Regions from separate parts of the Mus musculus genome. Here region 1 is linked to region 2. A link is a contact called in public HiChIP or PLAC-seq data. All regions are on one chromosome and are shown on one strand. The core of a region is the stretch at or near the end of the contact, and the rest is flanking DNA. Distances in the headings are between cores, read along the strand shown.

Evidence for each region. HiChIP or PLAC-seq counts read pairs in DNA pulled down with a chosen protein or histone mark.
Region 1: an H3K27ac HiChIP or PLAC-seq map of VIP interneurons shows a contact between it and region 2, with 6 times the contacts expected there. The contact joins two enhancer-like sites. A contact is called at or near these places in 1 of 15 datasets of contacts at CTCF or cohesin (pro-B cells) and 1 of 115 datasets of contacts at active chromatin or transcription factors (VIP interneurons).

The regions. Positions count from the first base shown.
Region 1 is chr4:75,839,920-75,843,076 of GRCm38.p6, forward strand. No RefSeq gene overlaps it. Among named protein-coding and RNA genes, the nearest start is that of Gm42300, 250 kb to the left of the region's middle. Within about 2 kb of position 1,687, at least 3 of the 459 cell types and tissues checked have an H3K27ac peak or open chromatin away from gene starts, as enhancers often do. A contact at or near this core is called in VIP interneurons, where this site is marked.
Region 2 is chr4:75,063,939-75,067,071 of GRCm38.p6, forward strand. No RefSeq gene overlaps it. Among named protein-coding and RNA genes, the nearest start is that of Dmac1, 210 kb to the right of the region's middle. Within about 2 kb of position 1,758, at least 8 of the 459 cell types and tissues checked have an H3K27ac peak or open chromatin away from gene starts, as enhancers often do. A contact at or near this core is called in VIP interneurons, where this site is marked.

The DNA of each region.
Region 1 (3,157 bases), core at 437-2,936, 780 kb after region 2:
TCACTGCTCCCAGCACCAAGAGAGTATTCGATAGAGCATTGTTATGGGACTGACAATTGATATTAAACCTTACAGAAGAAAGAGCATAAGAGATCTTTAGTAAGACCAGGTAGAAGCAGAGCTTTGTAAGTGCCCACAGGTGGACATGAGATAATGTTTCCTCCTGATTGAAACATTCCATCCTTCAAGACAGAAGGTAAACAATTCAAAATAGCTTCAGGAACTCCCTGAAAATTACCAGATTCACTAGACCACTTCTTCCCAACAGTAAACAACAGAGAGTGCTGAGAATGCCTCTTACACAAGCCAAGCTTAGAGAGGACTCTGAGACTAGACCAACCTGTTACGTTGTTACCTGATTCGGAGACGTTTTTCCAACCTGTTAAGCTGCCTGTAGGCTGTGCATGTGCTCCATAGTTTGAGTCTTTGTGAGCTGTCACTCACAGATGGCTTTGGTGATGATGTGTCTTTGAGCCATTTTCTTCAATAACTGTTCCTATATATTCCTTTAAATATCCCCAATAAAACCCACTGGTTCACCATGGTGGACGTTGGTGGTATCTGTTATTTCATTTGTCATAGGATACCTATGAGTAGATACGTTGGGGGTGGGGGTGCATGCGTATTATATCTCCCAAGAAAAGATCTTGTCACATAACGGACAAGCAGCAGAGAAGGATAACTGTCACATCATAGACACCCAACCTTAACACCCAAAGAACACCATGGTTTTGTTGCTTTCAGGTATCACCCTAATTCTACAGGTCATATAATAATAAGCAAACAGACATTTCACTTTTACTAAACCTTATTTACTCACTTTATCCCCCACTAGGAAATGGTTGAAGTATATCCTTCAAAATCAATAGACTATAATGATTCAGAATACACATTGCCAGAAAGTACTGAAACAATCAAAAATTCCCTTCTCGTTCCATGTTTCTGTACTTTTCCCATCCTACGGCCATGGTCCTCTAAAAGTGGCAGGACATAGGGTCTTCATAGTACTAGCCACACCTCCTTCCTTTACATTTAAGGACATTGTGGCCTGGCCAGAGGATGGACCCAATTAATTCGGAATTAGAAATGAAAGAGCCACTTGTGATTTCACAGCCCATCCCTTCCTGATACTCTATCAAAAACATTTAAATATGTTTTGATATACCAACTATGTTTCTTAGACTTGTGCTAAGTAAATTCCTTTAAAACTCCATTTTACTTATATATATAAATATTGTGTTTTTTAAATGAGAAAGGTTTTAATCCCTCAAAATCTACTCGAGATGACCCCTATTCCTTACAAAGTTGCAGTTGGAAGGAAACAATCATGATTTATCACACTGGCACCTTCCATAGCACGACAGTCCATCCATCTTAACTTGAACGCTACTTTAAACAATTGGAGACAGTCCTATTGATACCAAAATTTGCTTCATAGAAATGAACTACTTTAAACAATAAAAAGATTAATTATGAGACATTTCTATCATGGCAAAAAATGCATAACGGGATAGTCAACAATAAAATAATTTTAATTATTTCATCATATTCCCATGAGCAATTTTACATGAAAAAGTTCTTGTGAAGTCTGTTAACCCAGTTTCGACAAGAAGTTTTAACAAAATGGAAGGTAATCAGCCTTTGTGCATAATGTCATAATGATAGTAATCGAAACCATGCAATCACATAGACATTCTGCTCTCTATAACTAGCTCTGAATAACCAGTGATTTTCAATGGTAGAAAAGTGGCCATTTCAAATTGCAACACAGAAAAGCATTGTGATATTTACATTTAACCCAGTTATGTTCTCTTGGTGGTATTTATAAGGAATAAGATTCCTACAAGAAGAGATGGAGAACATGGGTTGTTTTTAATGTTTCACATTTGTGGAGTGCTTATAAAATCCATTATTCATGGTTTGGCTAAATTTTTTGAAATGCTACCACAAGAACACAAGGACCATTAGACATTGTCTCAGCTGTTCCATATTCCTCATTATTATTGGGAACACAGTGATTACCAGAGCTAGATTGGATGGAGCACAAGATTCTCAAGCCCTGTCATTATATGTTGGCTTTGTCTGGCCTCTATCACTCTTTGAGAATGTCATATGCTCATGGTGATCATGTTTATCTTTAACAAGTTTACCACAGCATTCACAGTATCCCAACCTTCCCACAGCCTTTGTTCATATGACAGATCAGAGGATGACATCACTGGTCTCAAGGTAAAATATATACCATGAATGAAGACAAAAGTAACCTTAGGAAAAAATTGTTGATAACATTTCTTTGGGTCTCAAAGTCATCTGAATAATTAAAGTATCCTGAATAATGATTCCAGATTTTACCTATGTTTTTTATTTGTATGTTTGTGTTGTCCTGGGTGATCAAAATCAGACTTCTTATATGCCAGGCAAATACTCAGCCATTAAGCTCAATCCCTAGTCCCCAGGATCTTCTTAGTCAGATGCCTTATTGTTCTCTGAGTCCTATAGCAAAAACATTTACAGTTATGTCTTTCCCTTTGACTATTTCAGGGTCCCTGGTATATCACTACAACTGATATTAGTCGTTCTTCACACTTGAATTCCTTCAAGATTAAAGAAAATTTTACTCTTCTTACAGGGAATTATTGAAAGTCTCCAAGTTACATACATTCGATTTGTAAGGTGTCCTAGACAACCATCAAAATTGCAAATTATTTATAACTTGTAAACTTAGAAAAAACACATTTACTTAAGATGAATGGGCATGCTTCAGACTAGGGTTTCAAATGGAATGCAGAGAAAAAAAACAATAAAGACATGGAAACTCTGAATGATCTCAATTAAACCATGGAAATAACAGCAAAGGGAGAAGCTTGTGAGAAAAATAAAATTGGAGTAGCCATCAGGAAACATTCTGAATGCATTAGATAGCTATCTGCTTACCACGGGTGGGGCTGTGTAATAAACAAAAGGACCTCTGAGTATTAGGAGCAGTCAGTTATCCATCCCAAAGAGAAAAACTTCAGTGAGCCAGTCAAATAATTATGAACACGTGGAACACTGAGGTTTCATCAATAGCAAAGTGATACAAGAAGTGCCTGTTCTTTGTAGGACCAAAAGAAAGGCACGCAGGATTTAAAAAATAAAAATAAAATGAGGCTATCAA
Region 2 (3,133 bases), core at 508-3,007:
ATATTCTTGAAATATCTTAAAAATATTCACAAAATCATTTCAACATCAAAATACATAATAGATTGACTAAGAGATATATGTGAGTTTCCTAGAAAAATGAAGATATAATGATATTATGACAGGAATTTGATTCTCTGTAGTTTCACCAAATTCTTTGCCTTTGTCTTGGGTTTCTTTTTCTTTATCTATTCCTATTACTTGTGGAATTTTTCATTCATAGTGTCTCAGATTTCCTGTGTGTTTTCTGCCTGGAGTTTTTAGACTCAGTATTTTGTTTCCCCGAGGTATTCATTTCTTCTACCTATCTTCAATGCGTGAGGATCTCTCTTCAATCTTTTGTATTTTGTTGGTCAAATTTGGTTTTGAGGTTTCCTGTTTGACTTTCTAAACTTTTCATTTCTAGTTTTCACTCATTTTGGGTTTTCTTTATATTGATTCTATTTCCTCTTGCAATTGTAGAACTACTTTTTTACTTTCATTTCTGTTTGTGTCTTCATTGGTTTATTTAAAGAATTGATTGATTTCCTCTGTAAGAAGTTCTAACATACTCATAAAGGCTATTTTGAAGTTCATGTCTTGTGTTTCAGCTACATTGCATTTCTCAGCATCCACTCTGGTAGAGTTGCTGGGCTTTAGCAAAGATACATTGTCTTGGGTGTTATTGTGTTTTTATGTGGGCATTTCAGTATCTGCTAAAGAAAGCTTCAAATTCAGGTTTGCAACCCCATAGGAGGAACAATATCAACCAACTAGATCCCCCAGAGCTCCCTGGGGCTAAACTACCAACCAAAGAGTACACATGGAGGGACCCATGACTCCAGCTGCATATGTAGCAGATGATGGACTTTTCTGTAATCAAAGGGAGGAGAGGTCCTTGGTCCTGTGCAGGCTTGATGCCCCAGCATAGGGGAATGCTAGGGTGGTGGGACAGGAGTGGGTGGGTAGGTAGGGGAGCACCCTTGTGGAGGCAGGGGAAGGAGGAAGAAAATGGAAGGGTTGGAGAGGAAACCGGGAAGGGTGATAACATTTGAAATATAAATAAACAAAATAACCAATATTTTTTTTTAAAAAAAAAAAGCATAATAAAAATGAAAGCTTCAAGTGCTCTCCCAGGTGTGGTCACTGGGGTTTTAGTTAGAAAGTATTGCTTACTATTGCAAAATAATAATTAGGGATGTAGATGGGGTATAGATATGCACAGGAGGAAAGAAATCAGAGTATGAGGCCACCTGGGAATTGACACATAGAAAAGAGACCATGGCTGGTAGTCTGCTATAGAGCTGGGGACGAGACAGGATAATTAGTTTCAGAGGAGATATTTGAGAGTGAAGAACTGAAGATTACGTATATACTTTTCTAACCTGATCAACCACTAAGTATTTACTATTTAAATTAATATTTTGTTTTTGTTTTGTTTTTTTTATTTAAATTGAACATGACAATAGTCAGGCCAAAATATGCATAGAGAAAAGAAAACATGTAAGTTTGCGAGCACCAGAAGGGATCAGTATGTGAGCTCATTGGAAGTACAAAATCAGCATCCTCAGGACACATACACATGAACAACATACTGGAGCTACCTCTGAGTCTGACGTTTCATCCTCCCAGAGTACATATAAGATGCTAGAAAATAGACTGATAGTTTAAAAATAAATACTGACAGCATACAGAATTTGAGGAGAATAGTGATGATCTAAGGACTCATCAGCATGGAGAGCCTGAGCAAACATATAAGCACAATTTTTGCTTGTCCCTCTATGTATTTCCCTTGAGTGGATGATCTAGCTGACACTGTATTCAGTCTTCCTGCTGGCAGTAGGTCCATGCAAATGTGAGCAATTTTCCCAGAGAGCCATACATTTCCTAGATTAAATGCAAATTGACATTTAAAATCTTATGTATGGATTTCTTCATCCTGGCATACATTTGGTTAATGTCCTATAGAATAAGAGAGATTCTAGGCACAGTTTGGATCTCTAGATGCTGCTAAAGAGCAATATAATCCACATCACATAAGAATGAGAGGAGTCTAAAAATGGAAAGGGACAGCTGCCTCAACATTAACATAACATTTCCAAGTGCCCTGTTGAAATTGAAAAGAGTACAAATTAGGAAAGGAGAAACAAGAATATAGCATATATCTTACCTCGTGACTAGATTGCTCTTACAGACACAGATCTGAGAATAAAGGCACCCACTGAAGTCTCCAGTCAGAGTAAATTGCACCAGAGACATATGATTGGGAACAGGACTAGTAACAGTTTATTAAGAAAAGAAAAACAGTCACAAGGATATGTGTAGGTTAGAGACCAGGAAAAGAGGATTATCTGGTTAGGTGGGTTCCAAAATCTAGGCCAGCAGTGAGTGCAGGAAAAAACAGCTTCTCCAAGATGGTTTTTAGTGAAACACCTTTCCTTTACAGGGGATAACAAGAGCTATATAAACCTTGTGGAATAAATAAAGATTTTCAGGGTGGGTGAACATTAATGGCCTGTTCCAAAGTGCTGGAAAAGGTTTATTTGTGTGAAGGTGCTTGGTGGACATGTCCTTACAGGAAAAAAGAAAGTTAAACCTGTAGTTTCACTAGTCTATGTGACTGCCTCAAGGATGGCAGAGTTGGGGTTGTACAGGCTGTGTACTGGGAAATGCAGACCCAGAACAAGGAAGGAAGAGTCCTAACTCCTGTTGGTCTCAGGACAGCAATCTTCAGGGCTTGGACATGTCTCACTCAGCTTCAGTTTTGCTCTGAAGTGGTGGCTTCCCCTGTCACATGGCCTTCCAGTCCCACAACCAGCTTATTTCATATGTTAATATTCATGTCCCCATTTTTACTCCTCATTTTCTACTCAGAATCAATATCTCTAAAGAAAATCCCATGTTTTTGTTATTTTTCATTTCTATTAGCTTATTGTTATAAGGTATCTAATAACATTGGTTGAAGTGTTTATGAATGTATAGATAGATGGATGAATCATAGAGCTTTGGTTGATTTTTATATGATGCTACTTATAACCCAGATACTTCATTTGCCTTTATAGAAATCTGAGTCAGCAACTTATGGTTCATCTTGTAATATTTTCAATCACTTTTATATACATGGTGCTTAGGAAAGAGCCTATTGAAAGGAAATAAA